Regions from separate parts of the Mus musculus genome. Here all the other regions are linked to region 4. The links are chromatin contacts, called in public HiCAR-type, HiChIP or PLAC-seq and promoter capture Hi-C maps. All regions are on one chromosome and are shown on one strand. The core of a region is the stretch at or near the end of the contact, and the rest is flanking DNA. Distances in the headings are between cores, read along the strand shown.

The links. Promoter capture Hi-C pulls out the DNA fragments that hold promoters and counts their contacts. HiCAR-type assays count read pairs that join an accessible place to other places. HiChIP or PLAC-seq counts read pairs in DNA pulled down with a chosen protein or histone mark.
Region 1: an H3K4me3 HiChIP or PLAC-seq map of embryonic stem cells shows a contact between it and region 4, with 8 read pairs. The contact joins the promoter of Cfap410 here to the promoter of Tpgs1 in region 4. A contact is called at or near these places in 1 of 39 promoter capture datasets (erythroid cells) and 4 of 115 datasets of contacts at active chromatin or transcription factors (astrocytes, embryonic stem cells, large pre-B cells and 1 more).
Region 2: a contact with region 4 is called in a promoter capture Hi-C map of liver, with 4 times the contacts expected there. The contact joins the promoter of Gna15 here to the promoter of Tpgs1 in region 4. A contact is called at or near these places in 4 of 39 promoter capture datasets (hippocampal neurons, liver and pre-B cells).
Region 3: a contact with region 4 is called in a HiCAR-type map of astrocytes, with 4 times the contacts expected there. The contact joins the promoter of Tle6 here to the promoter of Tpgs1 in region 4. A contact is called at or near these places in 8 of 39 promoter capture datasets (cranial neural crest, embryonic stem cells, erythroid cells and 4 more), 1 of 15 datasets of contacts at CTCF or cohesin (large pre-B cells), 1 of 484 Hi-C or Micro-C datasets (liver) and 4 of 115 datasets of contacts at active chromatin or transcription factors (astrocytes, fibro-adipogenic progenitors, kidney and 1 more).
Region 5: a contact with region 4 is called in a promoter capture Hi-C map of liver, with 7 times the contacts expected there. The contact joins the promoter of Tle2 here to the promoter of Tpgs1 in region 4. A contact is called at or near these places in 8 of 39 promoter capture datasets (the C10 cell line, cranial neural crest, embryonic stem cells and 4 more), 2 of 115 datasets of contacts at active chromatin or transcription factors (astrocytes and bone marrow-derived macrophages) and 1 of 9 other capture datasets (liver).
Region 6: a contact with region 4 is called in a promoter capture Hi-C map of hippocampal neurons, with 4 times the contacts expected there. The contact joins the promoter of Smim24 here to the promoter of Tpgs1 in region 4. A contact is called at or near these places in 3 of 39 promoter capture datasets (hippocampal neurons, liver and pre-B cells) and 1 of 115 datasets of contacts at active chromatin or transcription factors (astrocytes).
Region 7: a contact with region 4 is called in a promoter capture Hi-C map of erythroid cells, with 3 times the contacts expected there. The contact joins the promoter of Ankrd24 here to the promoter of Tpgs1 in region 4. A contact is called at or near these places in 6 of 39 promoter capture datasets (erythroid cells, hippocampal neurons, liver and 2 more), 4 of 484 Hi-C or Micro-C datasets (B cells, CD8 T cells, Th1 cells and 1 more), 1 of 115 datasets of contacts at active chromatin or transcription factors (astrocytes) and 1 of 9 other capture datasets (liver).

Annotation. Positions count from the first base shown.
Region 1 is chr10:77,977,372-77,980,322 of GRCm38.p6, reverse strand. It overlaps Cfap410 (cilia and flagella associated protein 410), which reads right to left and starts at 1,673. Exons shown (of 7, transcript NM_026431.2): 1 at 1,542-1,673; 2 at 552-570. The coding sequence starts at 1,618.
Region 2 is chr10:81,522,663-81,525,592 of GRCm38.p6, reverse strand. It overlaps Gna15 (guanine nucleotide binding protein, alpha 15), which reads left to right and starts at 1,368. Exons shown (of 7, transcript NM_010304.3): 1 at 1,368-1,783. The coding sequence starts at 1,639.
Region 3 is chr10:81,599,154-81,602,442 of GRCm38.p6, reverse strand. Tle6 (transducin-like enhancer of split 6) reads left to right here and starts at 1,543. Exons shown (of 14, transcript NM_053254.2): 1 at 1,543-1,645; 2 at 2,328-2,408. The coding sequence starts at 2,364. Gm32024 (a long non-coding RNA gene) reads right to left here. Exons shown (of 3, transcript XR_003949022.1): 3 at 3,073-3,289.
Region 4 is chr10:79,668,156-79,671,310 of GRCm38.p6, reverse strand. It overlaps Tpgs1 (tubulin polyglutamylase complex subunit 1), which reads right to left and starts at 1,872. Exons shown (of 2, transcript NM_148934.3): 1 at 1,528-1,872. The coding sequence starts at 1,865. It overlaps Madcam1 (mucosal vascular addressin cell adhesion molecule 1), which reads right to left. Exons shown (of 5, transcript NM_013591.3): 5 at 2,769-3,074. The coding sequence ends at 2,944.
Region 5 is chr10:81,573,724-81,577,129 of GRCm38.p6, reverse strand. It overlaps Tle2 (transducin-like enhancer of split 2), which reads right to left and starts at 1,843. Exons shown (of 21, transcript NM_019725.2): 1 at 1,439-1,843; 2 at 1,228-1,325; 3 at 831-894; 4 at 488-601. The coding sequence starts at 1,462.
Region 6 is chr10:81,391,352-81,394,416 of GRCm38.p6, reverse strand. It overlaps Smim24 (small integral membrane protein 24), which reads right to left and starts at 1,353. Exons shown (of 4, transcript NM_001099917.1): 1 at 1,258-1,353; 2 at 522-633; 3 at 267-329. The coding sequence starts at 1,324. It overlaps Gm48552 (predicted gene, 48552), which reads right to left. Exons shown (of 2, transcript NM_001384181.1): 2 at 2,862-3,065. It overlaps Gm48551 (predicted gene, 48551), which reads right to left. Exons shown (of 6, transcript NR_168929.1): 6 at 2,862-3,065.
Region 7 is chr10:81,632,142-81,635,156 of GRCm38.p6, reverse strand. Ankrd24 (ankyrin repeat domain 24) reads right to left here and starts at 1,458. Exons shown (of 20, transcript NM_001374016.1): 1 at 1,402-1,458; 2 at 404-490; 3 at 162-292; 4 at 1-87. The coding sequence starts at 1,440.

The DNA of each region.
Region 1 (2,951 bases), core at 424-2,923, 1.7 Mb after region 4:
TGGGGTGTTCTACACTGGGTGTTTCTACCTGGCAGTTTACAACAGTTCTGTGTCTAACACAGAACATCATTACAGTCAATACCCTCTGAGGACGCCTGGCCAAGGATCTTGTGGTTTCCCACCCTGAGACAGATACACAACCCTTTCTCCTTGCTGCCCCTGAGGCACAAAGAAAGGACAGACACTCTCCTTGCCAATGGTTCTGGGCTCAAGGCAGACAGAACTGCAGTTAAGTTTGGCCACGACACACCATCAGATCTGTGGATCAGACCTGGGCTGTGGGCTCCACAGTCCCAGCTGCCTGTCATTTCGGGTGGGGTTGGGGTGTCGCCTCCTGAAGCTGAGGAAGGCCATGCAGAGTGCCCCTGTTGATGTCCTTGAGGGAAATCACCACCAGGGACTCCTCTCAAGGCAGAGCTTTGACTCTGTTTTCCTCTGTGCAGGTCTAGCAAGTGACACGGCACTGAGCTGAAGATCACAGTTCTGTAACTTTAGCTATTCTTCTGGGGGAAGGGGCATCCGGAAGAAGATACAATCAAGGCAGAGCTTACATCTGTGAGCTGGCTGCCCCTGGAGAAGAAAAGAAATAGACTTTAATTTGTTGAATGAAAATATTTTAAAAATCCCCAAAGAAATGGCAATTGTCTATAAATCTAAAGATTCTACATTCGGAACAGTAAGGAAGGCTGGTTGCCCAAATAAGGGTGAGGTTGGTTTCTGCCAATACTCCCTGCTTGGTGCATGGGGGTACACAGTTTTCTCCTCTCAGGCTCCCATAGCAGAAAGCTCTTTCCAGTCACACACATAAACAAAGGGATCTTCATAAGAGGCCAAGCTCAAAGGCCGGTCATGCAACTTCTGAAGCAAACTTCACGGGCCTGCAATGTGTGTTGTTTCTGCTTGCACAGAGGAAGCCCTGATGTGCTCGCTGGCTCGACAAAGAAAGGCATTATTGAAAACCCAGGACAGGGAGGACTGTGGCCCCAACACCAGATGTGCCAGGGCAGGGAAAGGCTTTTAATTAACAAAGCTCACTCTTTCCAGTAGCCCACTGACCATTACTAGAAGCAGGGGTCTGCACTTGCTCTGCCACTGCTAAATGCTCTGGCCACAGCATCCCACCCCAGTCCCCAGAGACACCTGTAGCTCTTCCACACGCCAGATACAAACTCCTCCAGAAGCCCGGGGCTTTCAGTATTAGTGTGACTCAGCCATGCAACTTAGAGTGCATCCATATAATAGCATCTAAGGTCTAGGCTGTCACTCATACCAGGTCACCCTCTCCAGCACCGGATCATGACTTTACAACCTCAGTCTCTCCCTGTAGACATGCCACTAAGCACCTCTGTCTTCAGATACCAGACACAGACACAGAGGGTTAGCGAAAAGCCCTCAGCAACACTAGAGGGAAATTCTAGTTATCCTGCGAGGGCCGCACTCCTCTGAAGCACTGGCCTCAGAGTGAGCCTGCAACCTAGCTAGCCTGGGGTAGCAGGCGCTCAGCGCGGCCTCTGCTTCCTCCCGCTCCTGGCCGGCCTCACCAGCAGTTGAGCTTCCGCACGTTGTGCAGCTCCGAAGCCTTGGCTCGGGACAGGACCATCTTTCGTGTCAGCTTCATGGTGGCCACAGGGCCGCGGGCCCGGCCGCCCTCCGCTGTACACTCGGCTAGCGGGAGAGGCCTGCGCAGCGGCGCGTCTCCAGGGGCGGGGCCCGCGTTTCTAGGGGCGGAGCCTGAGGTCCCATTGGCAGTCAGGCGAGAGGGCGGAAGCGCGCCGGCGAAGCGGGACGGCCCGACTTCCGTGATACGCGATTCCGCCCCGCCCCTTTGGCGGCCCGCCGGTCCTGCGCATGCACGAGGCTCCGGGCTTTGCTGCCTGGGGACCGCTGGTCTCTGCATCCCGTGTTTGCGTGCGCGGGAAGGGCGGCCCTTAGGATTCCAGTGTGCAAGAGTCTGAGATGGGCTGGCTTGGGTGAGAAAGGCGCCGGTGTGTGAGGGACTCGGGACGCCTGGCTGGTCTCGGAGACATCGAGGACAGAAAAGGTCGAGTCGGGAAGGGTGACAGAGTCCTCGTAGTGGATGCCAGCAGAAACCCTCCTGGCATGCTTGCTCCGGATCCTAATCCCTGCCATGGCCCTGGTCACCACTGAGCCCTCACCCATTTCTGCTTGACCCCAAATCGGGGATTTGTGTTACATAACAGCTAATCCACAACCAGACGATGACTGACACTTGTAATTGATGCACTCAGAGGCTGAGGCAGGAGGATTGCCTGAGCCAGTTTCTGGCAAGACTGGCTCATACAGACATTATCTCAAAAGACAAAGCCGAGTAGTGGGGGCTTGGGGAGGGACTGAAGAAACAGTTAAGAGCGCTGGCTGCTTTTCCAGGGCACTCATATGGCCGGATCACAACCTTATGTAACTCTAGTTCCAGGGGACTCAATGCCCCTCTTTTGGCCTCCTTGCGCACCAGACAGGTCACTTGGGTTGCACACACATGCAAGCATAACACTCATATGTAGAAAAACAAAACGAACAAAACAAAAACCTTAAAAACAAACAAACAAACAAACAAATAGAAAATAGACGTTATGTTTTTGAAAGTCAGTACTGTGCCTGTGGTTGTCAGTGTGCATTTTAAGTAATCACAAATGAATTTTTGTTTTGTTTTCTTCTGGAGAAAACAGATCTCCAGAAGAAAACAAAACGAAAGATTGTAGGTTGAAATCTTCATATCTTTTTCTATCCTACAGATTACACCGGGACAGGCACTGGGTACTTCAGGCCCTTTAGGTAATAAACTGCCCTTGATGAAGTATTCTAGGGCTCTATTGTCTGTCTGACCACCCTGGTCTGCCTTTACCAAAAACAAGTGAAATGGTTCAGTAGGTAACAGTACTGGACGCACAAACCTAAAAACCATAGTTTGCACCCTGGAACCCACAGTGGAA
Region 2 (2,930 bases), core at 119-2,618, 1.9 Mb before region 4:
TCAGACAGGGTCTCACTTTGTGGCACAGGCTGGCCCAGGACTCACAGGCTCCACTTGCTGGAACCCCCACAGAGGGCAATGGTGGGGGCCACAGGAGGCATCAGAGCGAGGCTTTGGTCCCCACTGTGTTGTCCCAAGGGCCTTGTGTCTGGCCCCAAAAGGACCAAGCAGGGTGCTGCCTCTCCAGCTTCTGCAAGCCCAGGCCAGTTCTGATGCACCCCCCCCCCCCCCCCCGCCATCAACCCCACCCAACCCCCAGCTTGCTCCCTATCAACCACAGTACAAGTCTCAGTGGGCGGGGAAGCTCCCTCTGGCCTCAGTGACCCCACCCCGCCCCTATCACACTTCCCATCTCCTGCAATAGGAATCAACAGTCAACTGAAGTCAGCGTGGAGCAGGCGTGGGCCTGCCAACCTGTCGATGTCCGTCTGCCACCAACCTGGAGCAGGGGAGGACGAAGGCTAGGAAGTTGTGTTTCCGGGGTCTAACACCCTCTCTGAACCAGATCAGTTGCATGACAAGAGGCTCCCAGGCTACGCTTATCTCCCCAGGCTAGAGATACACGAGCCAGAAGGATCTAGAACTTTCACTCTGTGTAGCCTGGGGTCTGAGGGGCTCAGCCCAGTGATTCAGCTCCCAGAGTCCTTTAGTGTCTGTCACCTTTACTCTCCTGACTCCCTATTAAAGCTACGCCCCCAGCCCTTCGATGGCTGTGCAGCACTTTTAGAACTTGTCGCCATCTGTTTGGTTTGGGATTTAGGTGGAAGGCAGAGGGTAATCCACAGAATTGGTTCTCCGTCCCATCATATGAGCCCCAGGGATGACTCTGGTCAGGCTACAGCACAAGTTTCTTCACCCGCTGAAACAGCTCTCCGTCACCCAACTTTACAAAAAAAGTTCTGTTTTGTCCTCTGTGGAGCAAAATAGAAGCCTTCCTGGTATACAGTAGGCATTCCATAAATGCATCAGTCCCTCTCTCACTGATTCTTCTGCTTCTTGCTAATCTCTCTGGGACTCAAGGGGCCAGACATGACCCTCTGCTTCCTCCATGGGTCTTGGGGAAGTCCCTGCCTTTACTCCATGCCTTAGTCTCCTCAGCTGTCAAACTAGTGAGTGTGTGCTGAGGAAGGCCAGACAGACACGGAAGCACAGACTTCCCTCCCGCCTCAGCAGTTCTGAAATCAGCCCTGAGCAATAGCTGTGCCCACTGGTCGCTTCCTATTTGGCCCAGAGGAGGGGGCAGCTGGGGCCAGCAGTGTCAGAAGCCCAGGGGTGAGGCCACTCTCTTAGGGAAGGAGGAAGGAGGGTCAAGTTAGACACCTCGAGGACTGTGCTCCCAGAAGGCAGCCACCCCTCCCTCCTCATCTGCTGGAGCTTCCACCACCGACCTGTCTGGCGGGCAGGGCCAGGTCTGGGCAAGTTGGAGGGGGCGGGAAGCAGCACCCAGGTCCCCGCCCTGTTTCCAGCACCCAGGCCTCTTGAAGCCCTTGCCTGGGCTCCCACAGGCCCTAGGCAGGGACACGGAGGGCCCTGGGGTGACCTCCACCCCCACCTCCACTCCATCCGGAGAAGAAAGAGTCCCACAGTTGGGCTCTGCAGGCCCTGTGATGTCACCTGGTGGTCTGTGAAGCGCCCACCATGGCCCGGTCCCTGACTTGGGGCTGCTGTCCCTGGTGCCTGACAGAGGAGGAGAAGACTGCCGCCAGAATCGACCAGGAGATCAACAGGATTTTGTTGGAACAGAAAAAACAAGAGCGCGAGGAATTGAAACTCCTGCTGTTGGGTGAGTGTGGAATGCAGCACAGGGGCCGAGAGCGGGCGGGGCCAACGACTCCGGAGGCAGCAGGGACTCGCTTGCCGACCCATTTTCTAGATGGGGAGAGCAAAGCTTCAAGAAGCTGAGTCTCTCATTCGCGGCTGAGTCGTGCATCTGGCTGCGGGGAGGTGGCCCTGGCGGGTGCTACCACATAAACACACCTGTATGTGTCACGGGAAGGGAATGAAGGTGAGCTTCAGGCTGGCTCAGGGAGGGCCTAAGTCTCTTCCTCCGACTGCCTGAGCCAGGGCTCCAAGCTGCTGGTCATGGTCACCAAGCGCTTTGTTCTGGGCTTATGAGCATCAGTGGATTCATTCATTCACTCATTCACTAAAAATTCTAAACTCTCGAACTGACCAAAATGCTTCACTTGTTTCAATCAAATCCTTCATTCCTTCAAAATCCTTTATTCCTTGGGACACTGAGGCCAGAAGGTTGTGAATTAGAGGCCAGACTAGACCATGTGAGACATTGTATCGGAAATTGATAAAAGTGGGGAGGGGCAGAACAGGAACTGGGGCTCAGCAGGCAGGAAGATCCCTGAGCATCAGGGAGAGCTTGGTTTCCATCCCAAGGCCACATGAGCCAGGCACGGGAGGTACGATTGTGTCACCAAGCATTGCGGAGACAGAGGCAGGAACATCATGGGATCAGGGTCACACTGAGCTACAAGAGTTTGAGGCTAGCCTGGGCCAAAAGACTCCCTGTTTTAGAACTAAAAGCTAGGCATAGTTTTTCACACTGGTAATCCTAGCACTTGGATAACTGAGATATCAGAATTGCCATGAGTTCAAAACCACCTGAGCTACATACTGAGACCCAGTCTGATGATGATGATGATGGTGGTGATGATGATGGTGGGGGGGGTGATGGTGATGATGATCCCATCAAAGAATCACATGTTCTTTGAGGAACGAAATAAGGTCCATAAGCAGATGAAATAATTATAGCTCAATATGTGCTTTTTAATTCCTATTTCTGAAAGGGGAATTTTTTTCTTCCTTTTAAAATAATTTTCTTTCTTTCTTTCTTTCTTTCTTTCTTTCTTTCTTTCTTTCTTTCTTTCTTTCTTTTTAGATTTATCTATTTCATTTATATGAGTACACTGTAGCTG
Region 3 (3,289 bases), core at 294-2,793, 1.9 Mb before region 4:
TATTTATTTAAGGCTGGGCGTGGTGGTGCATGCTTTTAATCCCAGCACTCGGGAGGCAGAGGCAGGTGGATTTCTGAGAACGAGGCCAGCCTGGTCTACAAAGTGAGTTCCAGGACAGCCAGGGCTATACAGAGAAACCCTGTCTCGAAAAAACAAAAAACAAAAAAAAGAGATTTATTTATTTAATATATGTGAGTGCTCTATAAGTCAGAAGAGGGCTTCAGATCGCATTATAGATGGTTGTGAGCCACCGTGTGGTTGCTGGGAATTGAGCCTGGATCCTCTAGAAGATCAGCCAGTGCTCTTAACTGCTGAGCCATCTCTCCAGTCCCTTAAATACTTTTCAATGAAGGAAAAGTTGCTGTGACAGAGGCCTAATTGAGTTGCAATCACTTGTTCATGTGTGGTATGTGGGTGCAAGAGGACACTTCTTGGGAATTAGAACACATTCTCACCTTCTACTGTGTGGGTCGCAGGGATCAAACTCAAGCTGAGCAGCAATGGGCTTTACCCACTAAGCCCTCTCACAGCCCTTTCTGTTTTACACCTGCTTGTACTATGGAAACCAGGCTGGCCCCAAACTCACCGTCACTGCCCCTGCCTCCGAGTCCAAAGTGGTGACTGTGGTTTAATTTCACATCCCCCATCTGTGGCTGGAGTGGACGTAGGAGTGAGGCTAGGGAGGTCCAGAGAGTCCACTCTAACCCAGGCCATCCTCAGCTTACTCCAGGATCCTCCATCCAGGGCCAGGGATGGGGGCTGAGCCTTGCAGGGAGCTCAGGGTTCTGCTTCACTTCCTGTCCTTGAATATGGGGGTCTGGGCTTGTGTGGCTTTGTGCCCGATGTCTTTCCTTTCTCTCTCATTTGAGACAGTCTCCTGTACTCCAAGCTAACCTGGAATTTGCTATCTAACTCAGGACGACCTCGAACTCCTAACCCTCCTACTTTTACCTCCCCAGTGCTGGGATAATGAAGGTGTCTTCAAGTGGTGCTGGGGGTAGGGCCCAGGGCACATGCGGGCCAGCCAGGATGAATCCTGATTCTCCTGTTTCAGTAAGATTTAAAAGAAAAGTGTGTGTGGGGTGTGTGTGTGTGTGTACGTGCAAGAGTGAGTTGTGAGTTCGTGGTCCACCCTGTGGATCCCAGGGATCGAGTTCGGATCAAACGTCTAGGCCGCAATCACCTTCACCTGCTGATCCGTCTCGAATGCCCCAAATAATCAGACTTTTCACCAAACACTCTGAAATTCTCCCAGCTCCCGAATCGCCACACCTGGAACGCGAGGGTTAAGCCGAAGCAGGAACTCCGTGATTGACAGCACGGCCACAAACTGAGCAATGAGCATTCTGGCTCGCAGCCCACGTGGGCTCGCCGCCTTCTGATTGGTCAGGGCCTGCAGGGGCGGTTCGCTGAGTCCGGGGCCCACGTGCACCGTGGCCTGGGCCCTGATACACGCTTCCCTCGGTGGGTGCAGGGGGCGTGGTGTGTGGGTGTGGCCTAGTAGGGCGTGGCCTAGGCTGGAGGGGCGGGGTGAGAGGGGTCAAATGGCCCGGGGCCCAGCAGGAGGGGCTTCCTCCTGGCCTGACCCTGGCTGACCTCAGAGGCTTCCTCTGGGATCCCTGGGGCCTCCCTAACCTCAGAGGTGGTGCGTGAGGGCAGCCCGCTTCCTGCGGGCGGGTCGGGAGAAGAGGGAGCCCGAGGGAGGGGTGTGGACCCTCACAAAACCGACTTCAGCGGGGAGTTTACCTAGGTTGAGTGATTTGGGAGTGAACCAAGTGTCGTTTCTCTTGTCTCCTTTATTCTTTTTTGAAAAATGTTTTAAGTGTGTGCCTGAGCGTATATATTTGCACCACATGCAGGCTTAACTAGTACGCCTGGAAAACTTTTTTTGTTTTGGTTTGTTTTGGTTTTTTGGCTTATTGGTTCCTGGCTGTCCTGGAACTCACTTTGTAGACCAGGCTGGCCTCGAACTCAGAAATCTGCCTGCTTCTGCCTCCTAAATGCTGGGATTAAAGGCGTGTGCCCGGCCTGCCTGGCAAACGGTCCACGACTAGCCACATTTCTGGCTGATCCCGCTAGGGAGTTGGAGGTGCCTGGTTCTCTATTCTTGGTATCTGAAGAGATACTAATGAGGCCCTTAGCTGGGGGTGTGTGTCTGAAACCTTAGTAGTAGTAGTAAAGCCGGGTCTTGGGGAAAGGGAGCGCAGAAGACATGGGGATGGGGAAGGGGCTTCCTCCCCAGCTGGGTCCAGATGATGAAGAGGCTACGGGGATGGGGGTGGGAGTCGGCTTTTCTGCCTTCTAAAAACCTATACCTGTTCTTATAGGACTTAATCAGATTTGTGACCTCAAGAATCTTCTAGATGACTTCCCACAGACAGAGCAGTGACACCTTTGGTGGAATTTTGGTGAGAGAGAAATGGTGGTGAGGGGCACAGTTAGCTTCCTCTCTTCCTACTGTGTTTGGGGTTTTGGAGACTAGTTCTCTCTGCCCCCCCCACCCCCACCCCGCACCGGGAGCTCATGCAATCCTGCCTACCTAGCTAAGATGAAAGGCCTGCACCCCAGCCTGAGCCCCTCAGTGCCTGCACCTGTGACCCCTGACAGCGCAGGTGAAAACCCCCATAGACCAGACCGGGCCCACATTTTCCCAATGTCAATCAAGTGGTGATTATTAACACTAGGTGTTCACCTGGTGTGGTCAGGGCTGAGCCTCTCCTAGCAAGTGGCTCTTTAGTTCCATGTGTTAACACTATATTGGGATTAAAGATCGTTGCCCAGCTTTAATCCACACTTGGGAGGCTGAGGCAGGTGGATCTTTTAGTTCAAGGACAGCCAGCTCTAGGTAATTCCAGAACAATCGGCTACATAGACCCTTTGGGGGAGGAGTTATATCTCCTCCCTCCTCCTTTCCCCTTCTTTTCCTTCCTTGTTTCTCTAAAAGTTAAGGTAATATCAGAAGTCTGTGTACTAAATTGACTGTAGGGCAGTGGTTCTCAACCTGTGGGTCGTGACCCTTTGGTGGTTCCATACCCTGAATGTCAGCTTTTTGCATTCATAACGCTAGTAATGTTACGGTTATAGGAACAAAAGTAATGTTTTGGTTGGAGGTCACCACAACATGAGGAACTGTACTAAAGGGTCGCAGCATTAGGAAGATTGGGAACCACTGTTCCAGAGCCTAGAAGATTCTACCATGCTCTGCCACACCTAAAGAGATCCAGGGCTGGAAGCTAGACATGACTCCACACCTGGGACTTCAGGGAGATGCAGGCTTTATAGTTTTGAC
Region 4 (3,155 bases), core at 623-3,122:
TGTTTAGAGAAGTAGCCCCGGGGCTCCCAGGTTGGGCTGCCCCTTGTCCACCCCCCCCCCCAAAGAGTACGTCAGAGGCTTGGATGCCCACCTGGGGCTGAGTGGAAAGAGTCTGGTAGCCCTCTCACGTCTGCCTGACCAGAGCATAGGTGGAACTCTGGCGGGACGTGGGTCTTTCCTCCCTCTCTTCCCCAGGGTCCCTTTTTAGTTCCCACAGGTGAGTAATGGCCCCAAGTTTGGGTCCACACAGAACCTCAGAATATGGTAAACACACAGCTTTCAGCTGGTTAAAATGAGGCCTTGCCAGAGGATGGCAGGTAAGGATCCAGTGACTGGCACAGAAACCAGGTAGTGAAGGACACAGAGACCTGGTGACATGATCACAAAGCTTGCCCCAGATCCTCAGGTGAGGCTGACTTCAACTCACAGAAAACACTTCTATTTTAAATCCCTAGGTTCATTGCTCTTCATCCCTGGGAGAATTCCGGATGCCCCCAGTAAGCAGTTTGTTCCTCCCCTGGGCACCTCACGGTGTGGTCTTGTGTGCGTATTCTCTGCTGATACCTTCAGTCTCCCACTCACATACCCCAATGCTGTCCTAGCTGAAGACTGTCCGTCTACATTCTCGCTGGTTTTCTCCCTTTGTGCCTGTACCCCTCCCCTCTAGCCACATGGGCCCGCCATGCTCCACCCTTCCCTTCTTGGCTACCATCTTGGATACTGAGCCCCTTCCCTCTGGTGCAGAGATGTCTGGTCTGCTCAGCTGGAAATGTATGATCTCTGGACTTTCACTTCCCTAGGGAAGGCCTGAGCTACTGTTGCCCAACGTCTTCCTCCTTGCGGCCCCCTCCCCTGCTCTCCTCCCTGAGTCTTCCTCCAAGCACCCTTTGGAAAGCCACTCCCATGCTGAGACCCTCAGGCATTTGGTCACCCCCTGGCTGATGATGCCCTACTGATCAGCTTCCCTCATCCACTATGCAATGAAAAAGCGTCCTTAGTCGTCACCTACACTGGAACTACTCCCACTGCGGAGCTCCCTGCAGGGTTCACGTCAGGCTCTAGACCAGCCTGTGCTCTGCGTGTGCATCTAAGGAACTTCTGTCTGGGGCCTGGGGCCTGAGTACACAGGCTGTCCATCTCCTGGACAAGCACCACACTATTTATACTACCTTGCTGGGCTTCTTGACCTCCCAAAACCCTTGGCTGCGAGGGCAAAATGGACTCGGGTTCAAAAGCAACCTCCTCCAGGCCGTAATCACCTGGAAGCTCATGCAATAGATGGACGATGGATTACAACCCCCAGCACTTCCTACCCGGACCACAATATCCAGTACACCCCGCGCACACTGCAGGCGAAATCGATGCGAGGCGTGCCGAGAACCTTAAACCTGCCTCAAGCCGACCAGACCCGGGAAAAGAGGAAAGACCACTACTCCCGGAAACGCCCCGCGCCGGCGGCGAGTTGCTCCCGCGCGGGGCCTGTCGGGAATTGTAGTTCTGGTACCCCCGTCCGCCATCGGTCCGCACCTCTGCGAGTGGTGAGCCAGGCGAAGGTGCCACAGCGCGCGGCCCAGGCGCTGTTGCTGCAGGAGGAGCTGGCCCGGGGGCTCCCCGGCGCCTCCGTTGGTCGGCGAGCGTAGACCCATGTTCTCGAAGTAGTGCGCCAAGAAGGCGATGGGCTCCTCGGGCCGGATCTCCAGCACCTTTAGGAGGGCTGCGCGCAGCATCTCCGTCACGCCGAGCTGCCGTAGGAAGTCCTCCTCGCTCTCAGCGGCCGCCGCCGCCTGAGACACCGACGTCCGGCCACTGTCCGGGAAATTGGCCGCTGGTGCTACTGCCGGCCGCCGTTTCTCCACTGCCGCCATCTTTGTTGGGGGCAGCGGGACCGGAAGCGCCGCCATAATTCACGGCGCGATGAGGCGCCTTCCCTCGACGACCATTTTTGTTAAGGGCAGAGGCAGCGGCCCCCCTCTCTGAGAATCTCGATAGTAACAAGCGCAAGCGACCTTTTCCCCCTGTGCCCCTGGCTTTCTCTGTGTGCGTTTTCCTGCTACTCCATGACTGCATCTTCTAGCTTCGGTCTGGAATTGTGAGCTTGCCAGACTTCAAAATGGTCCCCCAGGAAGGGCTTGGTTTCTGGCTTGAAGCGCGATACCTTGCCATCTTGGTAGTGGGCAAGTCTTCCTAAGCATGGTCTCCTAGCAACCAGGCACCCTGGGTACCAGATAAACCCCGCAAAGCTCACCAGGAATCTAGGGCTGAAAGCGGAGTTCAAACCGTTTTCTGCGTTTGCTCCCAGACTCGGCCTGGGCTCTCCCGGGTTTTTGGCCTCACTTAGTCTCCTTCCGAGCGTTAAGGTGCCTGAGCGGAGTTGTCACCAGATTCCTTCCTTTCCCAGACTGTTACCATTTCTGACCACCAGAGGGGGGTGCTCTCTTTGCAATTCTGAACTGCTGTGGCTTTCTAGTATCCTCGCATGTCCCTTTTCTGTGTTATCTTTGGCTCTTTATCTACTGACATACTTTTTATTCCCTTGTCTGGCATCCATACCGCTCTTCGTGTTTTCCCAGGTTACCCCCCAAGTACTTTTTCTAAGCCACTGGATATCTCCTTAGTTACTCTTGTTAAATGCAGGCATTTCCCAGCCTAGTATCCTGTTGCTCGACCTACCAAAGAAAACTGGGATGTGTGACTGTCTCCAGGGACTCTGGCTGTAGGGATAGGTGATGTACAAAGCCTTCCTATTCACAGTACGAAAGAATATGCCAGTGGCTAGATACGGGGCTTTTATTTAGCTCTGGGCCAGCAGGCAGAAAAGCCCAGAAGTCAGGAGAAACTTATAGATGTGCTGACCACCAAGGAAAGAGGCCACACTATCATCTTGATGCCCCAAATCCTGCAGCTGGTCACTCTCTGCCTCCTTTAGTCTGGCATAATGGAGCTTCATAGGTGTGTACATGAGCTAGTGTCTGGGCGAGGACCTGGCCGGTAGCATTTCCACAGGCGGTAGGCAAGGAAGACCAGTGCAAGCAGCCCCAGCACCAAGCTGCCAATCCATAGGACGACGGTGGAGGCTGAAAGAGTAGGAAGAGAAAGGCTGCCATCAGTCCCAGTGCCTGTGGGCTCCACAGAGGGAACATACATAGGCCCTTACA
Region 5 (3,406 bases), core at 594-3,093, 1.9 Mb before region 4:
AGCATCTACCTGCACAGAAAGGAGCCTAGGGTAGGGCTCCAGCATGGAATCATGAGTGTTCGGGGGCAAAACCTATAAATCCACTCATCAACAGATCTCTGAACCCTCAGGACCCCCTAGAGCCACTGGCCACTTTGGGGACTCAGGGTTAATTACAGACCTCAAAGTCAATCTCCACATAGAGTGTATCTCAGAACCCTAACACCATAGGCTGGAGTCTCAGAAGCCCATGGGATCAACCATGCAACTCCAAATGCTATCTCAGAAGCTCAAGCCCTCAGAACCTTCAGGGCTATCTCAGAACCTCCAGTCCTTGGAACTGTCAGTTATCTCAGAACTTTCAGGGCTATCTCAGATCCTTGAACCCTCAGAACCTTCAGGGCTATCTCAAATCTCAGATCCACTCAGAACCTTTGGGATGACCACCTGAAATGTGGATGAACTTAGTTAGACCCTCCCCGCAGACACCCGTACCCCACATGGTCACCTGTTTATGCATCTCAATGTTGAGTCCGTAGGACATCTCGTAGTACTGCAAAGGAGACAGTCTTGGCCAGTGTGGATAGCTGGTGCCACCCTGGGGACACTGATGGGGTGCAGCCTCGAGGGGGTGGTACGAGTATCAGGGCAAGACACAAACACCCTGAGCCCCATGGAGACCCAGACAGGGAACCCACAAGATGGATCACGGATGGGCTCAGAGAGATAGGACAATCAGGTAGTCCCCCAAATTGGAGGGGGGGGGAGACCCACAGAACAGTGCCTGGTATCCCAGCCTGCCCTTTTTAGGGAGAACACGGAAGTGGGCAGAATGGGCAGGTACTCCTTACCATCACATAATGCCTTTGCATTTCTGTCTTCTCGCTGGCCAGCTTCTCACATTCTAGCTTGAGGCTGGGCAGGAAGAATAGACAAAAATGGGGGTTGACTTGCCACACCCCACATGGGTCAGTTTCCACAGTGACAGGCAGAAGCTGCTGGCTCCCCATTCCTTTAGAAACTGTTCCCAGTCCTCTCGAGCCCAGATCTACTCCTGGGACCAAAACATTCTCAGGGAAGGCTTTCCCTGAATCCATTCATCTCACACTCTTCTGGGCACCACCTCCACCAGAAAGCCCTCCAGTAGGCCCAATGAGCCCCGCCCCTTGCCCTAGAAACCACGCCCCTCCAAGAGTCCCCGCTCACCCCCATGGGGCTTCCCAGGGCCCAGAACTAGGGCTCCCTCACCTGTGGTACTGAGCTTGAAGAAACTGGAATTCCTCTTTGATCCGGTCACAGATTTCCAGTACTGAGAACTTGAAAGGCTGGCCAGACTGCAGCGGGGTCTGAGGGGGAGAGTGGGAAAGGACACTAGGGTGAGTTCCAGGGCAACAGCAGGCAGGAGTCCCCTCCCTGGTCCCCACCTCCTGCAGCCAGAGATGGGAGTCTCCGTACTCACCGGGTGCCTTCCCTGAGGGTACATCCTGCTGATGGATGGGTGAGAGAATGGACCCCCCCAGCTTCTTGGAGGCTTGAGGATGTGGCAAAGGGACGCTGAGGTGCAGAGGTGGCGCTGGGGAGAGAATTGGGTGCGGGGAGGAGCAGGCAGTAGAATTTGGGGTGCTAAGCTAGAGCTGGGGTGCAAGGAGACTGAGCCTGGAAAAGCTAGGAGAGAAGCCGGAGCTGGGGGAGGGATTTTTACGCAAAGAAAGAGCAGCCAGGGAGAGCCTGTCGGGGCAGGGGACCAGGACCCCGCGCTGCGCCCCCCCTCCAGCCAGCGCGTCCGGGGTTGTACAACCCAGGGGCAGCTGCAGTCAGCGCCGCAGGTCTGTGGCCGCCGCCCGGGGTCGGCGCTGGTGGCCTCAGTGGCTGCGGAGCCGCCTCCCTCCGCGGGGCTCGGCTGGGAGCCGCGGGCGGGACCCGCCTTAAGGTGGCACCGCCGCCCCCGCCTGCTCTGCTTCTTCGGTTCCAAGACCCGCTGGGGAAACTGAGGCTTGGGTTCGATCCTAGTGTTCCCGCCCCACCCCCACTCAAAAAAAAAAAAAAAACCGGGGGGAGAGAAATTAGGCAAAAAAAAAAAAAAAATCTCTGTGCGCGCGCCTCTGGAGCCGTGGGGGCTGCAAGTGGCTTCTCTGGGACAGCGACACTATGCCCTTATGAAGGATAAACATCCCCAAGATCGAAAGAGAGAGAGATACACACCTGTCCCAGGAAGAGCAGACCCAGGCTATGCTTGTCAACCAATGCTGCCCCACTCTGGAGAGATCCAGGACAGAGCCCAGGGCAGCTTGGTCAGGCTCAGAGCCCACTACAGACTTGCATGCTAGTGCCACCACCAGCCAACTGGGTGGCCTCCTCTATCCAGATTGGGCTCCTAAAGGACCAGACTCTTTAAACTTAGTGCATAGAACTCTTGTGTATCTTGAACCGGAACACTAGAAAATCTTCTGCAGGGGCTTCACCACTGACCCCGCCCCCAGACCTTCACTGGGAGATTCTAGGCAGCAGCTCTACCTCTGACCACACCCCCAGCCCTTCACCGAGGGATTCTAGGCAGAAGTCACCCATGACCACGCCCCCAGCCCCTCACTAGGGATTAGAGACTCCACTCTTGACCACGCCCCCAGCCCCCTTTTACTTTTGGAGGCAAGGCCTTGCTAAGTTGCCCCTGCAAAGCTTGAGCTTGGAATTCTCAGTCCCTGTAGTAGCTGGGACAACAGGCCTCTGTGTGCCATCAGGCCACCTCCTACATCCCATCAAGTTTAAGGGTGTCCCCCAGAGCTGAGAAGCCACCTGTCACCATGGAAACCCCCTTCCCCCCAGGAATCATCCTTTGTTTCCAACTCTGGCAGGACTAGACCTCAGAAGAGGAAGGAGGGGACCCACACCTTCAATCCCAGCACTTGAAATGCAGAGGCAGGCAGATCTCTCTGAGTTTCAGGACAGCTTGGTCTACTGTGGTGGTTTGACCATGCTTGGCCCAGGGAGTAGCACTATTTGGAGGTGTGGCCTTGTTGGAGTAGGTGTAGTCTTGTTGGAGGAAGTATGCCACTCTGGGAGTGGGCTTTGAAGCTCTGCCAAGTGCCTTAGTCAGACTTCTTCTAGGGGCCTTCAGAAGAAGACACAGAACTCTCTGCTCCTCCTGTACCATGCCTGCCTGGAGGCCTTCATGCACCTGTCTCGATGATTATGGACTGACCCTCTGACTCTGTAAGCCAGCCCCAATTGCCTTGGTCATGGTGTCTGTTTACAGCAGTAAAATCTTAACTAAGATATCTACAGAGCAAGTTTCAGGACAACCAGGTTCTACACAGAGAAACCTTGTCTCAGGGAGAGGGAGGGAAAAAAAAAAACCAAGGAAAGAAACCTGAGCTCTGGTCCATCATTAAATCAATCAATAAATGTATGCCTGGTGCTACTGTGAACT
Region 6 (3,065 bases), core at 104-2,603, 1.7 Mb before region 4:
GTAGGTAGCTGTGTTCTCTGCAGTTCTGGGTACAGGTAGCCCCAGCCTCTCCTTCTAGCCCTCCCTTCCTTCCTCAGGACCCTCTCAGGTTCACAGGGCTCAGCTGTATTTCCAGCTGCCCATGCCAACTCTCCCCCACTTCTATTCCTCTCCCAGACCCAGAATCTGCACTAGAGAGTCCCACCCAGAGTCCACCTGCTGGACACTGTCCCCTCCCCCCAGCTGGGCCTCTCAGGACTGTCTGGGGGGAATCACCCACAGGGTACCTTGGCTGTGAGTTCTCGTTCATAATGTGCTCCATTCTGAATGTAGCCTCCTCATCCTCTGCTCTGCACAAATAGAAACATTGATACAAGAGCTGTTCTCTGCCTCAGTATCCCCAACTGAGGTCATGAACGCCAAGAATCAGAAGGGATCAACAGGGCAGCAAAGCAAGATGACCTCCAGGCTGACCCTGGGAGGGAGCACAGAAGGGCGGGGAGGTCAAGGAGGCCCTGCGTGGGACAGGGGCAGGTCCTCACCTGCCTTTGGCGCACCAGACACGATTGGCCAGCATGAGGATGAAGACTATAAACAGGAAGCCCACTACTGCAGCCAGGCCTACTAGCCAAGGCTTCAGGCGGCGCTCTGAGGCTGCAAAGGACAAGACAAGTCAGACACAAAAAACGAAGGGTCTGCAGGGGGAAGGGGAGCCTGCAGGGGAAGTGGGTTCTGCGAGAGGGAAAAAGAAGGGTCTGTTGGGAGCAGAGGGGTCTGCGGGAGAGAGGGGAAGACGTTAACGGAAAGAGGCGGGTCTTGGAGGGCGGGGCTTAGAAAAGGCGTAAAGAGGTGGGAATCAGGAAGAACGTCCAAGACTAGGAGCTGCCAGGGGCTTAGGGGGCAGAGGTTGTAAAGGAGGTCCGCGCCTCCCGGAGAAGCTGGGCTTCTAAGGGGTGAGGCTTTTAGATAAAGTAGTTGAGGAGGCGGGGGAAGTGGGGGCGGCGAGGGGGGGGGATAGCTCAGAGAGGCCTTGAAGGAGCTGAGAGGACCAGCTGGAAAAGGGCAGTGGCCTTAGCTTACAGCGTTGAGAGGGGAGAAGGATGTTAGATCAGAGACAGGGCAGAAGGAGTCATTGGAGAGCACTCGTCCCCACCAGTGCCCTCTTCACTTCCTCTTCCTGCCTTGCCTTAGTTTCTCCTAATGGGAAATGAGATGCTGAAGAGCCCCTGCCCCAGTTCCTAACACCCACCCAGCGCGGGCTCCACACCCTAGTCCTACCCTGCTGGGCCTCAGCGGGTGTCAGGAACAGTGTAGCCAGCAGCAGCAGCCTGCCCAAGGTGTCCATGGCCAGCACACTGGATATGGGCCGACGTTCAGCTGCAGGTGTGAGCTGCACAGGGCTCGGGTGGGGTTAAGACAGTGATTGGGCGGGGCGGGGTGGGGAACCTGCCGTCTGTGGCCCAGCCTCCCATGCCTGCTTGGCATCAGACCCCTGCATCTTTGGAGGGCAGAGTCTGCGGCTAGTTTAATATTAACCTAGACTGTCCCTTCCCCCGCACCTTGCACCCCTCCCTGGAGACCAGCAGCCCCAGGGACAGGTCCTTAGAGTCCTCTGTAAGAAGTCAGGCTGCACAGATGGGACGTCCACGCTGTCACGTGCACACAACCAAGTGTGGCAGTCAGGCTTGGTGGCTGGGACAAGCCTGGCAACTTTGTGTCTAGTAGGTCAGCCCAGTGGGGTTGGCAGCTCTGTGAGCACCAGGCTGCAAAGGAGGCAGGGAGCACCACGTTCCTAGAAGGGGGACCCTCAAAGCAATGGCAGAGACACCTGCCTGCAGAGCATCCAGACATCTCAACATACAAAGACAGGGCACAGGCTTCTGCCCTCAACCTTGGGCCTCAAGCTGATTAGATATCAAGCCTCACCTGGGCAAAGGAGGACCCCACCCAGAAGTGTCACGGGTGCAGCCACAGCCTGCGCACGTGCAGGAGACAGCAAGGAAACGGGGCACTGATGTCCTCATGTGCCCGTCATTCCCACACAACAGAGGCCTGAGACAGGAGGATGGTTAGGTCTAGGCCTTATCTGACCTCCAGAGCAAGACACTGTCTCAGAAATAAAACTGTGTGCTGGGCTGTAGCTCAGAGGCAGAGCAGTCTCCCAGCTTGCATGAGGCCCTGGGTTCCATCCCCAGCACCCCAGAAACGAGGTGGGATGATACATGCCTGTCATCTCAGCATTCAGAGGTGGAGGCAGGAGAATGAAGAATTCCAGGTCATCCTCATCTACATACCAAGCTTGAGGCAGGTCTCACACAGTTTGGAAAAAGGGTTTGGCTTTTTTTTCCTGATTTTGGTTTTTTGAGACACGGTAACCCTGGCTGTCCTGGAACCTAACTTTGTAGACTCTCGAACTCAGAGAGATTCTCCTGCCTCTGCCTCCTGAGTGTTGGGATTAAAGATGTCACCAGGAACCCAACCAGGCATGCCTATCTATATTAAGCTCCTACTGTATACTCATGGAGTCCTGAGCTGAGAGATCTGAGCCCAGGTGGGATGTCAGGAGCCCAGACTGACATGCCCACCAGCTGAGGTGGGGGAAGCCCTGTGGAGAGGACCTACCACACATGGTTCCTTATGCTCCCTAGTCCAGGCTGGCCTGGAATGTGCCATCCTCCTGCCTCAGCCTCTTGAATGCTGAGGATGACAGCTTGGTTACTCCGTGCTGTGTGTGACAATAAGCTGAGGGACCTTCACCCAGACATTTCTCAGTGGCCTGCCTCAGTTTCCAGTCTGTGCTACTGGGCTCATCGACAGCACCCAGGAGGGTTTTGTGAGAACGTGTGGGACAGGGCTGAGACAAAAAGGTCATGGCACTTGGATAGTCAGATAGGCTTTTAATTTATATGTGAATTTGGCCTCACTCTTTTCTCCTCTCAGCAAACACTGTGTAAGGAATTATCCATAGGAAAAAATGTTGCAGGTGATGGCTCTGAGTTCCAGGACAGCCAGGGCTGTTACGCAGAGAAACCCTGTCTTGAAAAACCAAAAGAGAAAGAAAGAGGGAAAGAAAGGAAGGAAGGAAG
Region 7 (3,015 bases), core at 209-2,708, 2.0 Mb before region 4:
GCTCCATCCGTGCTCATGACATCGGCACCTTGAGCCAGCATCACTTCCAGACACCCCGCCGCACCCCTCATGGCTGCTAAGTGGAACCTAGAGGCACGAGTCAGGGGTCAACCCCAGAAGAATGTCCAAAGCCACCCCAGCCCCAGGGCTTGGACACTCACGCAGACTTGCCCTCGGGGTCCAGTTTTGTAGGCACCAGCCCCTTGTGGGCGATCAACGAGGCCACTCTGGCCACATCGTTGTTCTCCACTGCCTGGAGCAGTCGCTGGTCACTTTTGCCCCAGTCTTGGCCCTGCGGTGGCACACCCAGAGGTGCGAGGGACTGAGTGGGTCGATGTCCTTTCCCCACCAAGGAACAGGGGCAGTTGCTCCGGGCTCTCCCCACCCACCCCTGAGCACTTGCCTGGCGCCTGCCTCTGGCTGCGGGTTTTGGGATAGGGCACCGGCCACAGGGTGGGCAGGAGCTGAGGTCGGTGGGGCTGAGCCGGAGCTGTGGGATAGGTGGTCCTGGGCTGGGGGCCTCAGACAGTGTCTCTGAAACCTGCACCCCCCAGCGTGTGATCCAGGCCCACCACCAGGGCAGCTTCCAGATATCAATCCTCCTCAAACCACCTGTGTGTGCCTTAATCCAAAGCCAGTTTTGAAAGACAGGGTACAACTTTTTTTTTTTTTTTTTTTTTTTTTAAATAGCATGTCTCTTATGTAGACCAGGGTAGCCTGAAAGTCACAGAAATCTCCCAAAGTGCGAGGATTTCAATGATCCAGCTTTGTTTTTGTTTTTTGAGTCAGGGCCTCAAGTAGCCTAGGCTGCTGTCAAACTCCCTGGGAGTCAGGATGACCTTGAATTCCTGAACTTCCTGCCTCCCAGTCCTCGAGGCTGGGGTGACAGGTGTGGAACATCACACCTGGTTTATGTAGTGCTGGGCATGGAAGCCAGGGCTTGGTGGTGCCAAGCTCCTCGTTCACAATTATTTTACTGTCTTAGTTTTTTTGAGACTGGGTGTAACTAAAATTAAAGATCCCCTGCCTTAGCCTCCGAATGCTGGGATGACTGGCCTTTTCCAAACTATCCTCCAGCGCCCAGAACCTCGCTCCGTCCTTCACAGCTGCTCAGCCAAGACCATCGCCCCCAGGTAGCATCAAGGCCTGGCCAGCAGAACTGCAGCCGCTAATGTTTTTAAACTCACTGCCCAGGAACATGGACAGTTCCTGAGTCACTCACTGTCCACAGTGTCCTCCAAGACCTGCATCCCGCAACGGCCTGCTGACCCCACGCCTGCACAGACACGCCTGCCCTCAACACCGCCCTCCACTTCCCGCCCAGGCTCTACAGGCGCCCCGCCCTCTGCCGAACTTCTTTCTAGGAAAGAGGGGAAGGCGCAGAGGGACCCAAACGCCTACCGCGAAGGAGGCAGCAGCACACAGGCACAGCTGCTTCATGGCGAACCGCAGGAGGGCGGGGCCAGATCAGACCACGCCTACCTCCTCAGACACGGGGCTCTGCCCTCCTCCTGTGGCACACCTCTTCTCCAGACTCAGCACCCTTCCTCACCAGGCTCAGGCACAGAGCCCGCCCAGCTTCCCCCTAGATTTCAGGCCCCTCCCACCTCTTCCACGAAAGCTCAGGGCCCGCTCACATCCGTTCTAAGTTCCAGGTTACTCCCATTTTCCCCAGGCCCGCTCGCCCGCTGCTATATAGTGCTCTCTTCCCCACCACCCCACTCCTGCACCGACACGCTCCATCCCGCTGAAAAGGCTCCGCCCCGCAACTCCATGATGGTCCCTATCGGGTGTCAGCCCGCTAACTCCTCACCTCCAGCTCACCTTACTTACAATGATGGACATCATTCATTCAGCCATCACCTTCCAGTCTTCATTCATTCATACATTTATGCCTATCTTTTCATTCATTCATTCGTTCATCCATCGTTTCACACATTCACTCTCTCCAACAGTCATTATTCGCACTTTGCTAATGTTTTCATTCACCCATTCGCTCATTAATTTCCTCACCACCCATTTACTAACGTCTTTTCATGGGCAAATGCATTGGCTTACTCATCCCTTCATTCACGCACACATCCTCTCACCCATTCACTCCTCCAACCTACCTGTCCACCCATCTACTCTTTCATTATTTACTTCGCTCCAGTAGCTCTCAAGTCTCACTCCAAACTTGAATCCCAGGTCTGCCTCGCCATTATCCACCTATGGGACTGACCTAGACCTCACCTGTTGGAGCCTCCGCCCTCCTCATATGTGCAATGGGGTTTCACATAGACTTTCCAGACACAGCTCCGGAGGGCCGTGCAGAGGCTGAGCAGAACGCACCGCCCTGCACAACAGGCCTGGTACACCATGAGTACACAATAAGAACTGCATTTCATTCTTCAGGCACATGCATCTGGACCTGTGCACAGCTTCCAGGCTGGGTCAGAGGAATCTTTAGATCAACTGGAAGTGGGGGTTGCAACCCCCGTTTCTGGCTCTAAGGTGTGTGGGCACTTGTCTGCCTTGCCTGAAATTAGAGCCCTCTATGCAGGACCCACAAAATATCCCTGGGCCACAGCCTGAGACTCTTCTGTTCTACATTTATCAAGTGACTGCGGAATGACTTTCTAGCTCTCTGGCTTCTGTGCATGTAAGTTGGCACTGTAGAAGCTGTCTTGGAGACGGAGCAGCAGGCAGGGACACACGACAGGAGCTGTGGGATGAGAATCCCAGAGAGGCAGAACTTGGGGAGAAGTGAGTCGTTCATGAAATTGCCTTGCACAGGTGGAGATATGGTCTCCCTAATAAACAATAAGCAACTCCTGCCTCTGTGTCCCATAACACTCTAGATACTGGTGTGTCCCTCTCTGCAGAGAGTCCTAGAATATGTGTACATATATACACATGTATATATAAATATATACACATATAGATACATATATATACATATGCATATATGCACATGTATATAGGCACATATATAGAGACACACATATACATACACACATACATATCTACATACAT